Linked DNA regions of Mus musculus: all the other regions are linked to region 2. The links are chromatin contacts, called in public promoter capture Hi-C maps. All regions are on one chromosome and are shown on one strand. The core of a region is the stretch at or near the end of the contact, and the rest is flanking DNA. Distances in the headings are between cores, read along the strand shown.

Region 1 (5,097 bases), core at 164-2,663, 1.5 Mb before region 2:
TATGCTAGGTGAACCCTCAACCGTCTGACCTTTGTTCCAACCTTAAGGATGCTATCTCAAGTTTCTGTTTGACTCCCACCAACAGCCACAGCTTTAGAGTAATCACATTATGCTCTTAAAATAGCCAATTATTTTTACTTAAGACTTTTTCATACAATATACTTTGATATACTTTTTATTATTTGTTTGTTTGTTTGTTTGCTTGCTTCTGAGGCAGGGTTTTTCTGTGGTCCCAGCTGTCTTGGAGCTGACTGTGTAGGTCAGGCTGGCTTCAAAACTGCCTCTGCTTCCTGAGTGCTGGGATTAAAGAAAGGTGTATGCTACCACATCCAACTTGATATGCTTTTTTAAAGTATGAGACTGGGGCCTGCAAGATGGTTCACTGGGTCAAAACAGTTGGCACCAAGCCTGAAGATCTGAATTCCCTAGCTCTGAGTTCCATCCCTGGAATCCACACGGTGGACAGGAACAACTGACTTCCTTTAGTTTTTCTCTGACCTCCTCATGATCTCTCTCTCTCTCTCTCTCTCTCTCTCTCTCTCACACACACACACACACACGCACACGCACACGCACACGCACACACACACGTAAAAGTAATTTAAAGAATGAGATTGAAAATGGAATGGGGATGTTGGAGGAGGGTGAAGAGAATTTCACGTAAGTGCCGTTTTCCTTTACCCAAGGGTAAATGAGAGTAGCTGCGGGGTGGGGTGCCTGCCTATCCTGGACAAGACCCCTGCCTTCATCCCCAGCACCACAAGAAACAAAGTTGCAACAATAAAACCTCAGGTTTAAACTGGAAGAGGATAGTAGACTATTAGAAACCAAAAGGAGGTGGAGCACCTGAAGTTAGACATGGCAAGCAGGTTGGAAACTGTCCCTCTTCTAGATCTCTGTCCAACAGCTTCAGCCTGGAGTTGTTAGCATAAAACTAAGGGATAAACTGCAAGGTCCAAGAAACCCTCCCTATGAGTTGGGCACCAAGCAGCTGGGATGGAGCACAGAGCACTGAGCACCTAGCACCTAACAGCTGGGGAGCAGAACTTTCTGTTTCATGCACTCCAATATTTGGGACTCTTACTCTGGATACAGGTAGAATCAGGGCTCCAGGAAACCACAATGCCTTTGGCTGGTAGCCCAACAATGTCTCAGTGTCTAACAGAACCAACAAGTCCACTTGAGGGATCTGCGGAGGTGGTAGCTATGGAATTCCAACAGGATGTTAACAACTTTTCCCTGAGGCGACCGCTGCTAGCTTTCTCTCCGCCCCTCGGAGGTGGGAGACCGCTAGTACTGCGCTACAGCTACAGCTCCTATTGGTGGAGGCTCCAAAACTCCTCCGCCCATTTCAGCCCACACGAGGAGCCCTTTGGTTCCAGCAACCATTCAGGGAAGGTCTCTATTGAGCCCAGGCACCAGTCCCCAATCCTCTGCAGTCGGTTTGATGCGCTGGGCAAAGCTGGACTAAGGAGTCTCATCTGGAAAAGAGGGTCCACGAAAAAGGCCAAAAGAAGCGCCAAAAGGAGGCTGCAGTTTGGAAAAGGGACAAGGGTGGCGCGGTTTGGACATCTTTTTGCGTTGCTGGGCGCGCGGAGTGCCTCTCTTGCTTCTCTTGCTTCGCCACCTATCCACAGTTCATGCAACCACGGGCACATCTCCTGCCCCAGAGCCCAAGTCCCTGAATAATGGAAGTTTCTAACCTCTCAGGCGCCACTCCCGGCCTTGCCTTTCCTCCGGGACCCGAGAGCTGCAGTGACAGCCCAAGTTCCGGCAGGAGCATGGGATCCACCCCAGGTGGGCTCATCTTGCCTGGCCGCGAGCCGCCCTTCTCTGCTTTCACCGTGCTTGTGGTGACTCTACTGGTGTTGCTGATCGTTGCCACTTTCTTATGGAATCTGCTAGTTCTGGTGACTATCCTGCGTGTCCGCGCCTTCCACCGCGTGCCACATAACTTGGTGGCCTCGACAGCCGTCTCGGATGTCCTGGTGGCGGCTCTGGTGATGCCTCTGAGCCTGGTGAGCGAGTTGTCCGTTGGGCGACGTTGGCAGCTAGGCAGGAGTCTGTGCCACGTGTGGATCTCCTTCGACGTGTTGTGCTGCACCGCCAGCATCTGGAACGTGGCGGCCATCGCCCTGGATCGCTACTGGACTATCACGCGCCACCTGCAGTACACGCTGCGCACCCGGAGCCGTGCTTCTGCGCTCATGATCGCGATCACCTGGGCACTGTCCGCGCTCATTGCTCTCGCCCCGCTGCTTTTTGGCTGGGGCGAAGCCTATGATGCTCGGCTGCAGCGTTGCCAGGTGAGCCAGGAGCCCTCCTATGCTGTCTTCTCCACCTGCGGAGCCTTCTACCTGCCTCTGGCGGTGGTGCTCTTCGTCTACTGGAAAATATACAAAGCCGCCAAATTTCGATTCGGCCGCAGACGGCGGGCGGTGGTACCGCTTCCTGCCACCACGCAGGTAACAGGGACTCTTTGTGGATTTCTCGGTGTGGATGTGGGGGTGGGGGTAGTGCGGAGGAAGGGTCCTGGAAAGAAATAAAAATAGAAAATGGAAGAGTAGAACGGAGTTTGGACTTTGGTGTGTAAGAGAGGAGAGGAAATGTCGCATCTGGAGCGCGGGAGAAGGCCATCTGCTCTTGAGCTCGTGGGGTGGCTTAGCGCTTGTATTTCTAGAGAACCACCTGCGGGATATGCACCTGTGAAAATTATTTTCTAAACTTGTACATGAGAACTAGCTCTGGAGCCTCCAAACCTCGTGTGTGTGTGTGTGTGTGTGTGTGTGTGAGTGTGTGTGTGTGTGTGTGTGTGTTGTTTTGAGACGGGGTCTCATGAGGCCCAGATTGAACTCCAACTTTTTATGGAAAAGTATAACCTTGGACTTCTAATCCCAGCACTCAGGAGGCAGAAGCAAGTGGATTTCTGAGTTCGAGGCCAGCCTGGTCTACAGAGTGAGTTCCAGGACAGCCAGGGCTATACAGAGAAACCCTGTCTCGAAAAACAAAACAAAACAAAACAAACAAACAAACAAACAAAAAACCCACCGTGGACTTCTAATCCCCTGGCCTCAAGTGGAGGATTACAGGCATGCATTACCAATCTCCTTGAATTGGGGCGGGGGTGGGGTGGTGGAGGGAGAGGAAGGGAATGGAACTCCGGGGTTTCCTGTACCGGAAGCAACTCTCTACCAACTCAGCTACATCCCCAGCCTGTCTTTCTTGATAGTGATCAAGTCCTATCTACCTAGCTGGTCTTAGGCAGCCAAGACAGCTTGAGCTCTATCCCTGAGAGTTGTCCTCTGAGCTCCATGTGGACCACACATGCACACAAACTCGTAAATGTTACACACACACACACACACACACACACACACACACACACACCAATACTTAGCAGCAGTCATCATTCCTTCGATCCTGGAGTGGCTCTGTCCACATCAGGTCTGGAGTTGCCATCTTCTTGATCCTGGCTAGACTAGACTGTCCTGGACTTCTGTGGAATGTCAATTACGTTAATATAAGTAAAGAAATACCTGTAGCTGTCACTCTTTATTGTCATTGACCCCAGGTTCTTCTTCACAGTGACCAGATTCTAAAACTCTATAAGCCACTTCCCAACCCCCCCTTCTCTCTCTCTCTCTCTCTCTCTCTCTCTCTCTCTCTCTCTCTGTGTGTGTGTGTGTGTGTGTGTGTCTGTGTGTCTGTGTGTGTCTGTGTCTATGTGTGTGTGTCTCTGTGTGTGTCCCTTTGTTTACTTATCCCAATCCCAGAGATGTCTCCTGGAGATTTGGGAGAGAGAACCTGGGTTGTAGTTTCCATTCCAGACATCCATTAATACTTGTGTGTCTCCTTTTCCTCATTTTTAAACACGTAGGTTACTAGTTTTTAACAATTGAATATTTTTAAGGCAGGGTCTCAGGTATTGCAAGCTGGCATGGAACTTCCTGAGTGACAAAGGATGACCTTGAAATTCTGATCCTTCCTCCTTCACCCCCAAAAGTGTGGAAGTCAGAGGCAGTACCACCATTCCTGCTTTGTGTGGTTCTGGGAATGAAACCTACAGCTTTATGCATGCTGGGCAAGCATTCTACCAACTGAGTCACACCCCCAGTCTTCCCCCGAGGAAGACCCCACCAACTGAAGAACACAAAGATAACTACATTGTCCTGGTCATGATGAGCGGCTGACCACCAGTCTAGCTGAATCAAGGAGCTGCAGGTTTAAAGAGAGACCCTGCCTGGAACTATGATAGGGAGCAAACATACCCATGTGCACATACACACAAATACAAAAGGGTCAAAATGAACAAGCTAAGAAAGGCTGTTGTTTGTCTTACTTTTCCAAGTCAGCTCAGATACTAGGCTACCAGACATGTATATGAGCTTTTAAAAGTAGATTCATTTCAGTTTAATTAAATGGCAGAGGAATTTTTTTTTTTTAGCACAAAACAGGAATGTCAAGTCTATAATTGGAAAGTGCTGGAAAGGAGAGCTTTATTCAGAATTAATGATGTTCTTTGAAAGGTCCCTCGGAAATGCCTGGGGTGATTATAGCTTCTCTGTCTGGTTGCAGGGGGAGCCTGACTTTTAATAGCTACATCAATCCAGTTATGCACCTAGGAAAATCACAGTGGAATGGATGCCCAGAAGGCTTGCCAAGTCTGATTTTATTCCTTATTTTGGTAGAAGAAACAGTCTTTATTATCATTATTATTATTTTTTAGGTTTGGTTTTGCATTGCTGCGGATCAAGCCCAGGACCCTGTACATGCCAGGCAAGCACACTGCCACTTAGTGTCATCCCACGCCTTTACCATTTGCTTCAGACAGCCCATTTAGACAGCAGATATGAAGAGATGGCTTATCAGAAGTAGTCTGTGATGGGGAGAGAGAATTCCAGCCGGTAGGTCCAGCACTGTGCTGAGTTATTCTTTAGTGGTAGGGCCTGTGGAAAGCTTTCCTCCACTCTGGGTCTCAACTTCTAAAACACAGAGCATTATCTCCTTCGTGGTTTGAAAGTGAAATGTCTCCCTTAGGCTCATAGGTTTCAACACCTGGCTCCCAGCTGGGGATGCTATTTGGGAAGGTTGCGAAGA
Region 2 (5,102 bases), core at 181-2,680:
CTGGACTGGGGAGAAAGCAGGTAGTGCCATGGAGAGGAGGCCGGTGGATGGAGAAAAGCCAAGTGGCTGGATGGACCTGGCCGACTGCCCTTAGTCTTAGCTCAGGCTCTAACCCAGAGCTAGCAGTACCTAACGCCACTCACGGCAGGTCTCAGCCTGGTCCCACTGGTCAGAAGTTCCAGGGAGGGGCCCAGCAATGTGTGTTTGCAGCAGCCAGCATCTCAGCTAGCCTTCACTCAGAGTGGGAAAGCAAGAGGAGGCAGGGACATGTGTCCACACCCTATCTGTCTGCCCCAGGACTGGCTCTGGGGCTGAGCAAAGCTTTCTGTGGAATCAGATGAACTGGGAAGCAGAGAATGCATGTGAGGCCGCATCTTCCTGGTTTCCCTCATGGCTCCTTCCAGAGGATATAAGTGTATTCTTTTCAATGTCCATAGGTAAACAAGAGAGCAATCTGCTGGCCAGAACAAGATAGATGATTTATTCCATCTAATCTAGTCCTTAGTCAGCATCTTACTTTATTTTATTTTATGTAGGACCCCACCCACCTTCTTCCCCAGGCTGGAGGAAGGAAGTAGGAAATGCTAGCTGAAACCCTCGCCCTCAGACCACACCTTCCACCCTTTGGGGGTGGGAGTATTTTAGCATACCCATCTATACCCCCTCCCACTCTCCTTTACTTATGCGGCTGGGAAAAGAATCTAGGGCCTCCTGCTTGCTGCACTAAGCTCTTAGTCACCCCTCCACGCCTCCTCCCTCCTGTCCTTTCTCTTCCTCCCCCTCCTCTTCCTTCCCAACCCTCTCCTCCATTCTCTCCGTGATTACAGAGTCTGACCCTGTATCCCAGGCTGCTCAAATAACCCAGACTGGCCTTTAACTCAAGGCAATCCCTCTGCATCAGCCCTTCAAATGCTGGATTTACAGGAATCTGCCACCACATTTGACCTAGTGTTTGCTGATAGTTCCCGAGGGGACTAGGAGTCAAGGACGCCGTCACATCCTCCTTAACGAGTAAACTAAGACAAGTGAAGGTTCTGGTCCACTCACATGTCACAAAAGCTTTGTAACAGGCCAGCCAATCACATAGTATCTCACTTATTAACCAAGGCTCTGCGGTGTTAAACTAGCGGTCCAAGGTCACACACCCGGTGTAGAAACCAGAATCCTGGCGGGATCCTCCACTTTGCACCTAGGTGCTCCTTCCCGACTCTTGGCCCTTCAATCTTGGACTGGAACCAAATCTCCCAGTCCTCGAGGAATCTGCATCCAGGGGAAGATCGCGAGCCGGGTCACCGCTCACCCCTTCTCTGGGACCCAGGGCGCTGCTGAGTCAGCGTAACCCGAGCAGCCCAGTGACCGCGAAGCCCCCGCCCCCGGCTTGCGCCCCGCCCAGATAGAGGGCCAGCCCCGTGGCCGAGCACAAGTGCACGAGTGCGACAGCTAGGCCAGGCGACAGCGCTGCCTACCAGAGCGCAGCATGACGGCCATCGGCGCGCAGGTAACCTGAGGGACCCGCGGGGCGCAGAGCCGGGGTACAGTCTATCATGGGGGAGGACTGGGAACTCTCAGTGACTGAAACTTTGGGTTAGGGTGACAACTCCCCAAGGTGCCCAGGTCTTTCTGGGACACCCTTCCCCCGGAAGGTTCCTCTGAGAGGTCGGGGGGGGGGGGTACCTGCTACCCCAATGCAGCTCGCTCTGCACGGTCTTCTCGGCCTCTGATGAGCACCAGAGACCACCAAACTTTTTTGCAGGGTCACCAGTTAGGCTTTTCTCGGGGGTCGTTGAGAATCTTTAAAAACTGGGGGTCTAGAGTTGCGGACTGTCAGGGTAGACTTAGAAAATGCCAGGCTTGGTTTATGTAACGGACGAGGACGTTGCTCGCGAAGCCAGAACTTTCTGAGAGGGCGACTGCAAATATCATCTTCCTCCGAAGCGCGTTTGAGGAGTTAGGTGGAACTGAGGTGGGACTGGATTCGCTGGGGACCTGACACTCGAGGTAAACGGTTCCCAGGACAGGAGCGGCCGCTTCCCCTAAGATCTGGCTTCTTTTGGAGCAATGCTGAGTGTTTGTGTTGGCTGAGAATCTCTGCATTCCTGCCCGCTTCAAAAGGCGGTCGGAAGTGTCCACTACCCCGCGGGCCAGCTTCCTGCTCACCCAGGCATCCCGGTGGCTGGCTGTGCTCCAGGCTGTCCACTGTCCGGTCTTGCCCTGAGAAGTACAGAGGTCAGTTGACTCTGCCTCCAGGTGCTCAGGCCCTGATAATTTTAGGTACTGTTCCGCCCATTAATCATTATTTTTATCATTATCAGCACTGCTTGAGATAGACAGGATCTGTTCTTTGTTGCTCAGGATGCTCTTAGACTCCTGGGCTCAATTCACCCTGCTTCCTTAGCCTTCCAGTAGCTGGCATTATAAGAATAGGCCACCTCTACAGCTCTACCCATTCTACAGAGAGATAACTGAGGCTCGAAAGTAACCTGGCCACAGTGGGTAGCCAAGTGACAGGATGTACACAAATTCAGGTCTTCCCAACTCCGAACCTCACTCACACTTTTGGTAACAAGAAGAAAAGAAAAACCTTGCAAGGCCACCCTCAAACTCTTTTATCCAGAACTCAGTTGCTAGGGTGTGGTAGGGACTCTGATTCGGTGACTTGTTTTTCTTTGTTCCTGGGTATATTCCAGACCATCTCCAGGGAAGGGAAGGCACAGGAGGAATGGAGGAATGAGCCAAGGTGTGGGGGCACCCCTAAAGGAGATACTCAGAAACCAGTGTGGGTGTGGGAGGAGCTAAACTAACCCGCCATAGGTAGGAGCCCCTTTAGGGGAAGAGGGAGGAGGGAGGGGAGGAGGGAGAGGGGAGGAGGAGGGAGAGAGGGTGAGGAAGAGGCAGTAAGAGGTAAAGGGGTGGGAGAAGGAGAGAGGGGGAAGAGAAAGCAAGGGAGAGGCAGCAAGAGGAGAGGGAGGAGGGAGCAGAAGAGGAGGAAGGAGGACAGGAGGCATATTTGCCCCAGACTCAGCTGCCTGTGCAAGTGAGGAAGATGAGCTACACCCATCTGTCAGCGCAGGGTGGGAGAGCACTCGTCCCTATTCTGAGGGGAACTTGAACAATGACTTCATCCCATAACAGTACCTAAGGTCCCTAAGGTGTTAGGTACCATTATCACCCTTCAGTGGAGATGAGGAGACCGGGTAATAAATGACAGGCAAAACCCAAGACCTGTTAGTGCAGGCCTCCCCTTTCTAGCTCCTTGAGAGACTGGGGCAGGAAGATCGCAGGTTCAAGGCCTACCTGGGCTAGAGCGAGTGTTCATCAGACTGTCTCAGAAGAAAACATTTAAGAAGTGTGTGTGGCTAGGGTGGAGCACTTGCCTAGCACGCAAGGGTCTATGCACTTAGCGAGAATGGGCACCAGGCCTCGAGCATGCAAGCAGTGGTTGAGCTGAAAGAAACAGTTAGGCACAGGCTGACGAAGAAAATTTCCTGTGTTAGGGGTAGTCAGCTCTGGGATGGCGGCCTGACACAGGCTTGGCAGAGAGCTCATTAAAGAGCAGTGGATACAGGAATGTGAAAAATGATTATACATCGTTGGGGTGTTATTGGTCTTGGGAAGCAGAGGCCCATCCGACATGGCATTGGGGTTAGCCTCATAAGCCTGGCAGAGTCAAAGCAACAGGTCAGTGGGAACCATCAGGGTCACACAGGTTCAAAGGGGATGAGAAGTGTTAGCATTGGGAGTCAAGGCCCTGTTTGAAGGGACTGTCTTAAGGCACAGAGAGATGAGGCTGTTGGGCAGGACTGGCTGCCCGCTTGCCCTTTTCTGCCCCCCCCTCTCAGCACCTGCCACTCAGCTGTGCCACCCTGCCTCCAGGAGAGCATTCCAGAGTCAATGGACGCTCGGTAGATATGACAGTGGTATGGGGTGAGGCACACAGGTTCAAGATGAAGATTGCTGGTGAGATGGACCACTCTGAAGAATTGAGAGCCAGCTGTGGGCCACACATTTCATATGTGGGGGCCAGGAGCATGGAATAACCTGAAGTGCCCTTCCGCCTCAGCCTCTGTCTACCTTGGTTTTGTTTGTTTGTTTTGGGTTTTGTTTGTTTGTTTGTTTGTTTTTTCAAAACGGGGTTTCTCTGTATAGTCCTGGCTGTCACTTTGTAGACTAGGCTGGCCTTGAACTCAGAAATCCACCTGCCTCTGCTGGGATTAAAGGCGTGTGCCACCATGCCCGGCTTCTACCTTGTTTTTTGAGACAGTGTCTTTCACTGGCCTAGAACTCAGCTAAACTGGCAGACCAGCCATTCCAAGTGGCTTGCCTGTCTCCCTGATGCTGAGACTACTAGCACCCACTACACCCAGGCTTATTATTATTTTTTTTTAATATGGGTTCTAGGGATGGAATTCAGGTCTTTGTGTTTGCAAGGCAGATATTTTACTGACTACCCCTTTGATGCCAGGCTCTCTTCCTGGCCTGGAACTCACCAAGTAGGTGAGACTGGCTGATCAGTGAGACCCTCCCTGCTACCTCCCCTTCCCCAGTGTGCAACAAGCCCCTCTTTTCTCCTGGCATCTGGGGATGGAGCTCAGGTCCTTAAGCTTACAAGCACTTTCCAGGCTGAGCTACCTTCCGGGTCCCACTTGTCTTCATCAACATGAACCTTTAACCCCTTGCAGTTTTACGAGTGGTCAGTGAGTTTTAATGAAGCCTGCTTCAAGTCAAAAGAAGGATATGTGACACCAGATCTCTGTCACCTCTGTCTGATCCCTGGTGTGGCGTCTTAGCACCTGGAGATTAAAGTCCAGCCTGGGACTGGGACAGGCGGGGCTGAGGACAGGACTAGATGTGCCTGTTTTCCAGACAGTGTGAGGCCTTGGGTCAAAAGGTGTCTGAACTGACCTAATGTGTCTTGTGATGTGTTTTTTGCATCCTTGGCTGTCCCATCTTGTGACCATATTAGTCTCTAGGGATTTTATAACCCTGCCAGGTGCTTTCCCGCAGGGATCGCCAGCTTCCCTGGGCAGACGAGAAAGCAAGTGCCCACTGGAGAGGTGGCTCCACTGGGAAAGGGCCTGCCTAGCATGGGCGAAACCCTGCTC
Region 3 (4,763 bases), core at 687-3,186, 1.8 Mb after region 2:
CATACAATTGACAAGCAAAATATACATAGTTGAATTCAGGAACAGAATCTTACCCGCTTACTTCTAGACAATCTGAATCTGCTAATGTCGCCAAACTGGGCACAGTAGTTATAGATGTGGCTTTCAGAAAGTGTTGAAGGTAGGTGGCCCAGATAAACTACTCCACGGTTAAGTTTTTCTTTCTTCTTTTGCTGAGGCTAAAACAGATAAACATTTTAAAAATACAAACTCATACTACACCAAAACGTTTGTGCGTATACACATTTTTCTGAGCCGGATCTCACTATGGAGCCTTGGCTGGCCCAAAACTCACTACGTAGACCTGGCTGGCCTCTAACTGCTGAATGCTAAGATTAAAGTCCTATATCACCATGCCCTGCAAAGGTCTTTATTTTTCAACGAAAGTATGTTACCATTCCATAACCTCAGAGTAAATTAATTCTAATGTCTTTTTCTTTTTTTTGAGACAGAGTTTCTTTGGGTAGCCCCAGCTGTCCTGGAGCTAGCTTTGTAGACCAGGCTAGGCTCAAACTCACACAGATCCACCTGCCCCTGCTTCCTGAGTGCTAAGATTAAAGGTGTGTGTCCCCGCCACCCAGCTTCCTAAAGTCCTTTCAGAGGCTAGGTGGAGATCTGCCTGCCTCTGCCTCTCCAACACTAGGATTGAAGGTAAAAGTCACCTTGCCTGGCCTGCAACAAATTTTCAACACCATTCTTTCCCCTTGGTCCAGGAACAAACTCATAACTCTATCAGGGCAGAAACTGAAAAACTCCGTGTTTGGTATCTCTCTTCCCTTAAGCACTTGCTGAGCAAGGCTGAGGCCTGAGTTCAATCACACAGAGCCACAGACTCTGCAAGAGACAGACTCCCACACACGCACGCACCATGATGCACACCAAGGCACACATATGTCCACACCCACCTGTCCCTACAAAACAGTCAGCACAACATGTGTTCAAGAGCTAAATGGACAAGCAAGTAACAGTCTGTCATGTTCAGAGTAACACTGTGAAACCAAGACCTTCAACTCCGAATGCAGTTGGCAGTTTATTACACCGAATCTTAACTGTTTCCGGTTGTTAACCTTCATGGTGCAGACTCTCCTTCTCTATCACCATACTATGACCCCAGAGAACAAGAACTTGTTTCCTGTCAGGTAGGGTACCGGGTGACCTATAGTGTATTCATGAAGTGGATATAGGGGGTTCAAGACCTCGACTGCACAGCAAATGTGAGGTGAGCTTGGGCTACAATAAACCCTATACTGACACTGTAACAAAAGCGACCCTCCCAAAAGACCCCCAGGACAACAACAATAAAAAAAGAAAAGCTGTCGTTCTCTCCAATGCACTCCATGGTGCAAACCAAAGGGACTATAAACTTCCGTTAGGGACATTGCATACAAACTGAACTCGACAGGTTGACAGGTTGAAGCCCTATTCTGAATTCTGACCCTGAGCTGTATTCTGACTCTCGATCCTCCCAGGACGTGGGCTTCGGGACGTCTACTCCGTCTTCTAAGCACTACAAACTAAGGGGACATAACACACCTTCCGAATGCTGCGGTAGACCATGAACCCTCATTTTGCAGGTCAAAGCGGAAGCGTGGCAGCTTTAACACATTCTGAGATCTGGGGGTGCCATGCTCCCACACGTGGTACCCCTCCTCCTTCACCTCACACCGATTCCTGACCTGCCTCGGTCCCCTGATTGGAACCATCGTCTCCCAGCCCGTGAGAGGTTGGCTCCCGAGCCAGCCCGGCCGCCCCGCGCCGCTCACCTTCTTCGTGCGCCCTTGGATCTGCGTCAGAGCCTTCTCAAACTGCGAGTCTTCCTGCGGGTTCAATGCCAGACTCGGCTTCGCGGGGCCTGCTAACCCAGCCATGCTGGAGAACCCGAACAAGTCAATCCACGCGGAGCCTTCGGAAGTGACGTTTCCTTCGCGTCTCGGAAGCGGAAGTAGAGGCGGAAGTGTAGCAAAAGAGCAGGCCCCGGTGTCTAGAATTGAGGCAGCTCGAGCGCCACCTACTGGCCACAAACTAAAAACATTTAAAATCGGATTAAGGCTCCGTTGGTGAAGCGCTTGTTCTCAGTCCTAGGTTTGAAACCCAGTGCCTCATAAAATGTGACTGGAGCCACGCCCCCTGCCCCCATCTGTAATCCCAACACTTGGGAGGTAGAGGCAGGAGGATCAGGAGTTCAGCGCCATTCTCATAAACATAGTTCGAAGACAGCCTGGGCTCCATGGACTCAAAAACAAATTTAAAGTCTCAAACATTAGCCATGCCCGTTGCCTGTTCATGCCAACGTGCAACAGGAAAAGCCTTCCCCTCTGTGGGCTCCTTTTGTAAACTTTGTAAACGCTCAAGCAGGAAAGTGGCCAGGCCCCTGCCTGAGGAGATCCAGTGGCCAACCTCCCCAGTCCCCCCACCCCCGCATGTTTTCCAACGTCCCTAATGGTTTTCTAACCATCCAAAAGTGGGAGAGTGGCCAGACCCTGCCCTACAAGAAAAAAATTCCACCAGTCCCCGAGGTCTCTCAAGTTCAGGACTTGAAATTCCACCAGTCCTCATCATGGAAGTCTCCACAGCATAATCCAACACCTATTTATATTTTTGATATTATACACCTGTGTCTGTGAGTGGGTATGTGTTCAGGAATTCAGATGACCATAGAGAATAATGGTGTCGGATCTCCTGAACTTGGAGTTCAGGCTGTTGAGAGATGTCCAATGTACTGGGAACTGAACTCAAGTCCTCTGGAAGAGCAGAAAATACTTTTAACTGTGAGCTATTTGTCTAGTCCCCATTTATTTTATTTTTATGCGATGAGTGTTTTGCCTGTATATGTACCCTATATGTGCAGTGCCTGCAGTGGCCAGAAGAGGGCATCAGAACACTGGAACTGGAATTAAGGACTGTGAGCTCTTGACCACAGAGCCATCTCTTGAGTTCCCTAGTAAGTTTCTTTAGGTAACACAATAGGAATTTTGAGAAAACAAAAGGAGAAGCTTGTAAGAGTTTCTTATGTTGAAACAGTTGTCTTTTCTCCATTTGTTTATTTACTTATAGATTAATTGATTGACAGGTTGATTGATTTTGTGTGTAGTGTATGCCTGTCAGTGAGTATGGGTGTGTGCACCCTTGTGCTGCATCGCATGTGTCTAGGTCAAAGGACTACTTGCTGTAGTTCTTTCCTTCCACGGTATGGGTTTTGGGGACTCAGGCTTAGTGGCAAGTGCCTTTACTTGTTGAGCCACCTTACTGACCCGGTCTGAAGATTATTTTAAGCAAAATATTTTTGAGACTCAGTGGATAAAAAAAGAAGCCCTTTATCTAAGAGAGCAACTTCTGGGGAGATGGGGCTTCCTTAAGCCCCTTTGGGGAATGTTATGACATAAGGAACACTGGAAGAGGGGCTGGAGGTGCAGGCTCAGCACAGAGCTTACCTGCCTTTTATGAAGCTCTGGCTTCTACTTCCAACTCTGAGTAAACCAACATCTAGGCAGCCAGCGATACATGAGACCCTCCCTGTCCCTACAAAAGGAGGAAGGCAATCAATGGCAAGATGGGTCTGAGGGTAAAGGCTATGGAGGTTAGGCTGAAGGCCTGAACTGGACCATAGAACCCAAATGGTAGAAGGTGAGGACCAACTCCAGCAGGCTGTCCTCTGGGGATGTCCTAGTTTTCTTTCTGTTGCTATGATAAGACAAACCAAAACCAACCTGGGGGAGAAGCAAGATTTTGTTCCTTATAGGTTAAAATCCATCATCGAGAGAAACCAAGGCAAGAACTGAAGTAGAAACCATGCAGGACCACTGCTTATTGGCTTGTTCCCAGGCTCACACTCAACCACTTTTCTTATATAACTCAGGCCATCTGTCAAAGGATGTTGGCATCCACGGTGGACTGAGCTCTCCTACGTCAGCCACCAATCAAGAAAATGCCCCAAAAGACACATCCCCAGGCCAATCTGATGGAGGCAACTCCTTAATTGAAGCTCCCTCTTCCTGAGTGTATCAGTTACCTTCCTGTGGCTGTGATAAAACACCTTGATCAATGGAAATTATGGGGAAAGGAGTTTACTTTGGTATATAGCTCCGGAGGAAGAGTCCATGATAGCAGAGAAGTCATGGCAGCAAATGGTAGCAGGAAGCATGGGCAGGCAGCCAAGAGAGTTGAGAGAGCCCATCTTCTGTAAACACAAAGCTTCTACTTCCCAAGTTCTGGCATGCACAATTCACCCAGCACCTTAGTTACTTTTCTAATAGTGTGGTGACACATCACCAGCAAGGCAACTTATAGAAGGAAGAATCTATTTAGAACTTACATTTCAGAGAGTGAGTCCATGACACTCATGGTAGGGGGTATGGCAGCAGGCAGCAGGCAGCAGGCAGCAGGCAGCAGGCAGCAGGCAGCAGGCAGCAGGCAGCAGGCAGCAGGCAGCAGGCAGCAGGCAGCAGGCAGCAGGCAGCAGGCAGCAGGCAGCAGGCAGCAGGCAGCAGGCAGCAGGCAGCAGGCAGCAGGCAGCAGGCAGCAGGCAGCAGGCAGGCAGGCAGGGCACTGAGAGCTGAGAGCATATATCCTAACCCATAAGTAGCAGGAAGACAGAAAGATGTCTGGTAATGGTATGGACTTTTGAAACCTCAAAGCCTTCCCTTAGTGATACATGTCCTCCAACAAGGCTCCACCTCCTAATTCTTCACAAACAGTTCCACCAACTGGGGACCACATACTCAAATACATCATCCCATGTATGGGGG

The links. Promoter capture Hi-C pulls out the DNA fragments that hold promoters and counts their contacts.
Region 1: a promoter capture Hi-C map of hippocampal neurons shows a contact between it and region 2, with 2.1 times the contacts expected there. The contact joins the promoter of Htr5b here to the promoter of Tmem37 in region 2.
Region 3: a promoter capture Hi-C map of liver shows a contact between it and region 2, with 3 times the contacts expected there. The contact joins the promoter of Nifk here to the promoter of Tmem37 in region 2. A contact is called at or near these places in 1 of 39 promoter capture datasets (liver) and 2 of 9 other capture datasets (adipose tissue and liver).

What each region holds. Positions count from the first base shown.
Region 1 is chr1:121,524,781-121,529,877 of GRCm38.p6, reverse strand. Htr5b (5-hydroxytryptamine (serotonin) receptor 5B) reads left to right here and starts at 1,413. Exons shown (of 2, transcript NM_010483.3): 1 at 1,413-2,465. The coding sequence starts at 1,689.
Region 2 is chr1:120,070,108-120,075,209 of GRCm38.p6, reverse strand. Tmem37 (transmembrane protein 37) reads left to right here and starts at 1,430. Exons shown (of 2, transcript NM_019432.2): 1 at 1,430-1,498. The coding sequence starts at 1,478.
Region 3 is chr1:118,319,016-118,323,778 of GRCm38.p6, reverse strand. It overlaps Nifk (nucleolar protein interacting with the FHA domain of MKI67), which reads right to left and starts at 1,936. Exons shown (of 7, transcript NM_026472.4): 1 at 1,782-1,936; 2 at 54-197. The coding sequence starts at 1,886.